Linked DNA regions of Sus scrofa: regions 2 and 3 are each linked to region 1. The links are chromatin contacts, called in public HiChIP or PLAC-seq and promoter capture Hi-C maps. All regions are on one chromosome and are shown on one strand. The core of a region is the stretch at or near the end of the contact, and the rest is flanking DNA. Distances in the headings are between cores, read along the strand shown. Region 1 holds the start of NAA38 (N-alpha-acetyltransferase 38, NatC auxiliary subunit). Region 2 overlaps GUCY2D (retinal guanylyl cyclase 1). Region 3 holds the start of CNTROB (centrobin).

Region 1 (2,712 bases), core at 82-2,581:
GTGCCCCCGACCTCAGATAAACCTCTTCTTCCTCTAGGGGGGAGGTGTGCAATCCTTGCCCCCCGCATCCCAACCACACACAGACACAGGCCATGTCAGTGACAGGTTTAATGAAGTTTGAAAGGCATGCGCGGTCGGGCTCAGAGATAGGGAGGCCCCGCCAGGCTCTCTCTTTGCACCTCAATAGAAACGATGTGGTGTCCAGGTACCATAGCTAGGCCCAGCACACGGGGTTCCCCGGCAGAGAAGGAATCTGGAAAGAAGGATCAGAGCATCAGGGAGGCAGGCCAGCGTCGGTCCCGCCCCTTCTGAGCTACAGCTTCTGGCCCCCGAAAATGAGGGATACAGCCAGGCCCTGAAGGGGAAATGCTCCGAGGCATTCCCAGGCGGGTATGCATTCCCCAGGCACTGACCCGACGGCTTGAGGAACTCCTGCGCCGAGCCTAGGATAACATTGCAGTCGCGGTCGGTGCAGAGGAAGCAACCGACCAGTGTCCGTCCATCTGTCATGCGAATCCGCATAGTCTTGTTGAGCAGCGCCTCCAGCTGCTGCCTAGCGCGCGCAGACGGCGAGTCTTCGCGCTCCCCGTCTGAGTCCTGCGCGGGGCGGGACATGTGCTCAGACCGCACCGCCCCGGCTGCTGCCCGCCCGAGGAACCACAGCTCCCAACAGCCCGCGGGGCGCTCGCAGGAAGCCCAGAGGCTGCCGGGAGCTGCAGTTCTCCCTCCGTCCTCCCACTTTACTCCCCGACGGCCCCTCAATCCCAGAACCCGAGCCCGCGCTAACCCCGGCGCTGGAGCTGCTTTGACGCCGGCTGCAACAGCCATTCTCCTCTCGTAGCAGCATAGTTGGTCCAGCTCCGGCCATTTGTCCGCGGGCCTCCTCCAGGCCCTTCAACTTGCTGAGAACCTTTCGGCTCCGGGGGGTCTGAGATCTCGCGAGCGCTCCCGACCTGTTTTCTTTCGCGAGATCACCTCCCCTCCTCGTCTCCTCGGCAACTGCAGAGATCTCGCGAGCGTCTCCTGCTTCGGCGAACGGCTCGCTGAGGTCTAGGTCGCCGGATGTCCTCAGATATCGCGAGAAGTTTTCACCTCTCTCGGTTCTTACATATCCTTTAGGAACCCTGGAAGGAAGCGAGAATACCTTTTTTCTTAATCGCACTCCCCACTCCCTTGTTTTTCTGCCTCGCGAGATAGTACGTCCCAAGCACTCCCTATAGCCCAGGCCACTCAAAATTAAAACGGAGGGTCTTTTCCTCCCCCCGGAACTCCGGAGGACACCACTCAATTACTTCAACGTCGGAATCGGACCACGTTTCCCGTGAGCCCCACCTCGCCCTCACAGCGTCTGATCTTGACAGACGGTGGCCGGAAAAGGACAATGGTTTCCATGTCAGCGGATAAACGCCCTCTCCTTAGTTCCCGGACGAGAGGGAGGATGCGGTAGTGAGTGCGCGCTGAAAAGCAAGAGCGCAACTGAAGGAGCCGGTGAGAGGGCGAGAGCCATGCTGCGCCGGGGCCTAGTGGCCGGGCCAGACTTTGAGTATTTCCAGCGTCGCTATTTCACGCCGGCCGAGGTGGCCCAACACAACCAGCTGGAAGACCTCTGGGTGTCTTACCTGGGAAACGTGTACGACCTGACGCCGTTGGCACAGGAGTACAAGGGTAAGGGCTGCACTTTTGGGCCGGCGTCGGGCGTGCGTTTGGGGGTGCTTGGTTCTTGGGTGTCTAGCACTGACACGAATGCCCCTTCCCAGGAGACCTGCTGCTGAAACCCATCGTGGAAGTTGCGGGCCAGGACATCAGCCACTGGTTCGACCCAGACACCGGAGACGTGAGTTCTGCTGGAACCTGGGGTTGGGGGGAGGGGCACTGTAGAGCGGGGACGAGGCGGAGGGGCTGACCGGAGCCCGAGATAGTGACTGCTCAGACCCCCCTCCGCCAAACCCTACTTTAAAGATCCGCAAGCACATAGATCCGCTGACCGGTTGCCTGAGATACCGCACCCCCTGGGGCCGCTTTCTGCACGTGCCACCTCAGCTGCCGCGTTCGGACTGGGCCAATGATTTCGGGAAGCCTTGGTGGCAGGGGTCGCGTTACGAGGTGGGGCGGCTGTCCGCCAAGACCCGGACTATCCGCATCATTAACACGCTCACGTCGCAGGAACACACGCTGGAGGTGAGAACTGGTGCCTGGGGGCAGGTGAGAAGGAACTGGGAGTCCCAGCAAACCTCCTCGCAGATCTGCAGGCCAGCAGCTCTCCGTAACTAGTGGCAGCTGTATTTTTTTTCCGCTTTTACGGGTGACCAAGGGAAGAAGACGACCATGTAGGTCCCCGGGGTTAGCAATTCGAGGAGTGGCTGAGCCACAAGGTGTGAGAGACTCCCTCAGAAGTCCAGGGTAGTTTGGGCGTCGTAGTTTGGTCCTCCCAAGTTCATGTTGAATTTTGAACAGCAGTTGCAGGTGGACTCTCTTATTAGCCTGCTCTATTGTGGAGATGAGGTGAGGGGGCAGTGACTTTAGGGCCAACTGTTTATTAGAAGTGGCTGCCCTAAAGGCTGGTAGGATTTGGGGGCCATTCATTGCATGCTGGAGCTCCATCTTTATTTCTGGGACTGTGGAATGCCTTAAGCCACTATCGGCCAAGGGAAGCACTCTGATCCCAGCTCTATCATCTTTGGGGCTCCTGGCCTTTGCTTTGCTTTGTGTGTG
Region 2 (2,712 bases), core at 102-2,601, 110 kb after region 1:
CACTTTACTTTCTTCCCAGCAGTGAATTGTGAGTCCAGTTGCTCCACATCCTCTTCAACAACTTCTTTTGACTTTTTGCATCGTAGCCGTGCTAATGCGGGTAGTGGTACCTCAGGGCAGGTTTTTACGTGCATCACCGCAATAGCTAAAGACGTTAAACATTTTTTCCATGTGCCCGTTAACCACTCGTTTCTTCTTTTGTGAAGGGTCTCTTCACATTTTTTGCCCATTATTTATTGGGGTCATTTGTCTCCTTACTGAGTTGTGAGGTTCTTTACATATTCTGAACACAAGTCTTTTGTCAAATACTCTATATATTCAAAATATTTTCTCCCTGTCTCTGACTTGTCTTTTCATTTTCTTAAGATACTTTTGAAGAGCACGGTTTTTATTTCGAGAATTTACATGTTAGTAGTCGTTCTATGGTTCATACCTTTTGTTATTCTATTTGAGAAAATTTGCCTACTTGCGTAGTGAAGGCACAGTCTAACAGTGTGATTTACGATAGTGTCTTTTGGTGGAGATAATGGTATCCGTTCTGCTTCTAGAGGGACTGGAAACTAAAGATAACAGCCTGGGAGTTCTTGTTGGGGCACAGCAGAAACGAATCCGACTAGTATCCATGAGGATGCAGGTTCGATTCCTGACCTGCTCAGTGGGTTAAGGATCCTGTGTTGCCATGAGCTGTGGTGTAGGCCACAGATGTGGCTCAGATCTGGTGTGGCTGTGGCTGTGGCATAGGCCATGAGCTGCAGTTCAAATTCTACCCCTAGGCTTGGAACTTGCGTATGCTGAGAGTATGCCCCCCCCAAAAAAGGCAATAAAGATATGAGCCTGATCTCCAGGAGAGCTGAAGACGAAAGGTCAGCCATGTGGGCAATATGTGATTGAGTTCCAGTAAAAACTCTGGGTACCAAGGCTTGGGTAATCTTCTCTGGTTGGCAGTAGTCTGTGTGTACTGTCACATATCATAGCTGGAAGGAGCTGGCACTGACGTGACTCCACAGGGGGAGAACAATGGCATCTCCACACCGGATCCTCTGGTCTCTGTCCTGTGCATCTCTTCCCTTGGCTGATTTTAATCTGTAGCCTTTCTCTGTGATAATCTGCAGCCATGAGTACAGCTGCTTTCAGAGTGTTCTGTGGGTCCTTCTAGTGGATGGTAGAAACTGAGGGTGGTTTGGCGAATCCCCAAACTTGCAATTAGCGTCAATATGGAGGACAGTCCTTTGTAGGGACTGCAGGGAAAAGTGGCCTAACCTTTCGCAGTTGGCCTCACAAGTGGGATTCTCTAGAATGACCCTGACTCACTGAAACATGTGGTTTGGAAAGAGGAAGGAAGGGGGCTGATGAACTTTTGATCTCTGGATGACTACCAGTCACTCATGATATGGAACAGCAGCTGAAGCTGATCAGTTACTCCAGGCAAAAGTTACCTAGAGGGAGTTCCCAGTGTGACACAGTGGGTTAAGGATCTGGCATAGGTTGCAGCTGCGGTTCAAGTTTGATCCCTGGCCCAGGAACTTCCACATGCTGCCGAGGGTGTGGCCAAAAACCAAAGCAAAACACACAAAACAGTTACCAATAGAATTTTGACATAATGGATTTAATTCCTGAGCAGCTGGCTCATGCATGAGGAAATACAGTGTAACAAGAAACATTCTCTTGGCTGTTGTTTTCCATAATAGCTAAAATGAAAGCGAGGCAGGGTGGCAGGTGCACCTTACTGGGCCAGACTTGAATTCCAGCCAGCCTGAGTTAGAGCTGCTAGCCTCATGCCACTACCACTGGCAAAAACTATGATGAAACAACAGATAGAAAAGAAAATTGGGCTGCTTTGTAGGAGATTGGGGAAAGGTAAAGAGGAGAGGTTAAGAACTCACCCCAGCAAGGTGGAAATGTTTAAATGGTAATTTAAAAATGGGATGAATAAAGTGGGTATTGGAGAGGTCAAAACAGAGGTCTTTTTTTTTAAATTGAAGTAGAGTTGATACACATACTATGTAAGTTACAAGTATACAATATAGTGAGTGATCTATAATTTTTCAAGGTTATATTCCATTTATAGTTATTATAAAATATTGGGAGGTCCCATCATGGCTCAGCGGAAATGAATCTGACTAGTAACCATAAGGATGAAGGTTCAATCCCTGGCCTCCCTCAGTGGGTTAAGGATCTGGCATTACACCATGGGCTGTGGTGTAGGTCGCAGATATGGCTCAGATCCTGCCTTGCTGTGGCTGCGGTGTAAGCTGGCAGCTATAGCTCCCATTCGACCCCTAGCCTGGGAACCTCCATATGCTGCAGGCAAGGCCCTAAAAAGACAAAATAAAATAAAATATTGACTATATCCTCTATGTTGTATAATATGTCTTTGTAGCTTATTTTATACATAGTAATTTGTGCCTTGGAACCCCCTACCCCTCTCTTACCCCTCCCCATACCCCTTCCCCACAGGTAACCTTTATTTTGTTCCCTGTATCTGTGAGTCTGCTTGTTTTTGGTTCTATTCACTAGTTTGTTGTATTTTTCAGATGTCACATGTAAGTGATATCATACACTTCTCTGACGTACTCCACTTAGCATAATGCCTTCCAAGTCCATCCACGTTGCTGCACATGGCAAAATTTGCATTCTTTTTTATGGCTGAGTAGTATTCCACTGTGCATATACACCACATCTTCTTTATCCGTTCATCTGTAGATGGAAAAA
Region 3 (2,712 bases), core at 55-2,554, 69 kb after region 1:
TGGGGAGAAACTGGTGCTGGGAGTATATAAGGACCTAAAGGGTCCCAAGAAAACAATGACTGCAATAGACACAGTACAGTAGGATTAGGGCAGGGAAGCTGAAGGATTCCCGGGCTCGAAGTGACCATGGCTATTGAAGCTTTGGGGGAAGGGCCTTAGGAACTGGCACTGACCGCACTGTAGATGTGGTGCAGCACATCTCGGATGGGTCCCACGCCCAGGTCAGTATTCATGACAACTTTGATCCCAGTGGGCGTCTCGTAGTAATGGAGCTTGTAACGGCTAGTCTGGAAGGCCAGGAAGCCATCCTTCCTGCAGAGATGAGGAGGATGTTAAGAAATGGGAACAGAATCTCTTCCAAAGAGATACTTCTGATCCCCTCTAGGTCGACTCCCTCTTCTCTAAACATATCGTTTGTAGAAGCCTGGTTGAGTAAAGACGCCTCCCATCTTCACACCTCAATTTAGCCCCCACACCCAACCTCTCTAGCTTCAGATCGGTCCCACCGCTGCTCCTGCCAGCTCCAGCACTCCCGCTCCGGATGCAGCCTCTCTGTCTCTTTACCCTCTCTGGAGGCCAATGTCCTTCCACTCCGGAAAGTTTTCCCCACTTCCCACTTCCCTCCTCCCTCAACATCTGACTCTGCGTACATGTCTAGCGGGGACATCTTGCTGACAAAGGAGCGGATTGAGAAGAGCATCCCGTACATCAGCTTGTACTCCTGGAGGGAGAAGGGCAGAGTTAGCTCTTTGTTAAAGAAGACGCGGTAGGGATGGGAACAAGCCGGGCTTGGCGAGGAGGAGCTGGACTGGGACTATGTGCATTTGGAGATGTGAAGTCATTCAGGATGCAAGGGGCCCACTCGTCACCTCCTCCTTGGGGATCCCCGCTTGTTTCTTGCGGTGCCACTCGCTGTAATGCAGACACACTCCATTCCGGTCAAACAGGTACAGATTGTGGACAGTCATCTGCAGGGCAGAGAATACGAGCCTCGGTCCCGCTCCGCCCACTCTCCGTGGGCGCCAGTTCTCTGTCCGGTATCCCTCCAAGTGGCCGGGGATCCCTTCCCGGGACTCACCGGAACTGCTCCTAGTGCCCGTCACTCGGTACTTCCGGTTTCCGCGGAGCCCCGCCCCACCCGGTCCACACGCTACTGCGGCGGAGGAATAACTCCGCCCCTATGCCTCTCTCAGCCAATCCGCGGCCGGCGGCTCAGCGCACGCGCGCTTAGGCCGTCCGGCTCTAGAAGCTTTGAGGGCGACTGAGAGCAAGGGTTCCTGGGCTGGTGACGTCACCGAGGCGAGCGAGGCGGGGCTGCGGACGGTGGGCGGGAGGCTCCCAACGGTTTTGAGTGTAGGGAAGGGCGCGAGAAGGGAGTTGTCTTGGTCTTCACGGGCTGAGGCTCGGGGGAGGGGGCAATCCCTTATCCCCACCTTGGAAGACTGCGGGGCTGAGTTCTGGAGGTGTGGAGAGTAGTTGGAATGGGGTGGCGGGGGTAGAGGATCTCCGGCTGGGTTGAGTGCGGCGCACTTTTTAGGGACGTCTGAGGGCGTGACCGAGTGTTCGCAAAGTTTCCTTTGGGGTAGTAGGGAGGGAGGGATTCTAGGGAACCTTGCTATGGCTTTCTTCCTGGGGGGGATTGGAGGGGATGTACAGGACAGCTGACCCTGGGTAGAACAGGTGGTGGGCGGAGGGGTGTGGGGTGGTGGGGAACGTGAGGTTCCTGCATTTCTTGAGACTGGAGCCAGTTGAGGGGCAAATAAGGCAGCAGGACGGAATTTGGGTCCCAGTTAGATTTGGGTCCGTTTCACTTTGCACGCACTGGGTGTGATGGCCTGTACCAGAAGTTGATCTGCAGCTTTCAACACTCCAGAGAAACTGCAGTGGTGCTCTTGCCGCGCAGTGGGTCTTCTGTCCCCACCGCCTCCTTGCTGCACCCTCCTTTTGCACCGTTCCCCACAGCTGTGGAAAGAAGCTCTTTTGCCCTCTCCCATGGCCTCTGGAACTGTTGGAAACCTTTCCTCTAACCAGAAAGCCTCCATAACCTCATTCGACAAGGATCCTTTGCTTGGAGGCTTTCTCCTTTCTCCCACATCTTCCTTCTCCGTTACTTTCCCCCCTGGGCTCTCCTGAAGCAGAACCAGGAGTTCCCAGCTCTGCTGTTTCCAGTTGTCTCTTCCCTGTGCTCATGGCAACATCAGCTACCAGCCCCAGTTCACCTCTCCGGGCCAAGGATCTCCTGAGTGAGTCATCAGAAGCTCCGGGGCTGAACCAGGCATCCTCTGAGGTGACCTCCCAGCTCTATTCGTCTTTGCACCTCAGTCGTCAGGCAGAGACCACAGCCCGAGCTCAGTTGTATTTACCCTCCACCTCCCCACCTCCTCATGAGGTGTTAGATGGCTTAGCCCAAGAGCTGAGTCGCAGCTTGTCGGTTGGATTGGAGAACAACTTGAAGAAAAAGGTGAGGGAAGTGTTTTGGGCACCTCTAGAGTCTTGGGATTGGGTGTGGTTTAAAAAAAAAAAAAAAAAAGCTGTATTGAGACTTGAACTCCTATCATTGGATTCCTAATTCCTTTTAGCTACACAAGTCAAGTCGTGGTGGTTCCTGGAAGCAAGCAAATGTTTATGAGGGAGCGAGTGGCCTGGCCTCCATAATTTGGAAAATTGTGAAACTTCCTGGCTTTTTTTGGGGGGGGGGCGGTCAGAGACACC

Evidence for each region. Promoter capture Hi-C pulls out the DNA fragments that hold promoters and counts their contacts. HiChIP or PLAC-seq counts read pairs in DNA pulled down with a chosen protein or histone mark.
Region 2: an H3K27ac HiChIP or PLAC-seq map of alveolar macrophages shows a contact between it and region 1. The contact joins the enhancer-like site here to the promoter of NAA38 in region 1. A contact is called at or near these places in 2 of 5 promoter capture datasets (fetal liver and liver), 28 of 47 Hi-C or Micro-C datasets (adipocytes, adipose tissue, alveolar macrophages and 16 more) and 2 of 2 datasets of contacts at active chromatin or transcription factors (alveolar macrophages and skeletal muscle).
Region 3: a promoter capture Hi-C map of fetal liver shows a contact between it and region 1, with 2.5 times the contacts expected there. The contact joins the promoter of CNTROB here to the promoter of NAA38 in region 1. A contact is called at or near these places in 2 of 5 promoter capture datasets (fetal liver and liver), 12 of 47 Hi-C or Micro-C datasets (blood, embryonic fibroblasts, fetal skeletal muscle and 5 more) and 2 of 2 datasets of contacts at active chromatin or transcription factors (alveolar macrophages and skeletal muscle).

The regions. Positions count from the first base shown.
Region 1 is chr12:53,111,156-53,113,867 of Sscrofa11.1, forward strand. It overlaps NAA38 (N-alpha-acetyltransferase 38, NatC auxiliary subunit), which reads right to left and starts at 1,332. Exons shown (of 4, transcript XM_013990020.1): 1 at 1,293-1,332; 2 at 788-1,124; 3 at 414-597; 4 at 94-253. The coding sequence starts at 868. The coding sequence ends at 141.
Region 2 is chr12:53,218,625-53,221,336 of Sscrofa11.1, forward strand. The region is part of intron 1 of GUCY2D (retinal guanylyl cyclase 1); the gene reads left to right. Among named protein-coding and RNA genes, the nearest start is that of GUCY2D, 19 kb to the left of the region's middle. Within about 2 kb of position 1,352, at least 1 of the 83 cell types and tissues checked has an H3K27ac peak or open chromatin away from gene starts, as enhancers often do. A contact at or near this core is called in alveolar macrophages, where this site is marked.
Region 3 is chr12:53,179,792-53,182,503 of Sscrofa11.1, forward strand. CNTROB (centrobin) reads left to right here and starts at 1,305. Exons shown (of 19, transcript XM_021066317.1): 1 at 1,305-2,461. The coding sequence starts at 2,189. It overlaps TRAPPC1 (trafficking protein particle complex subunit 1), which reads right to left and starts at 1,190. Exons shown (of 5, transcript XM_005657035.3): 1 at 1,079-1,190; 2 at 870-968; 3 at 651-721; 4 at 174-312. The coding sequence starts at 968.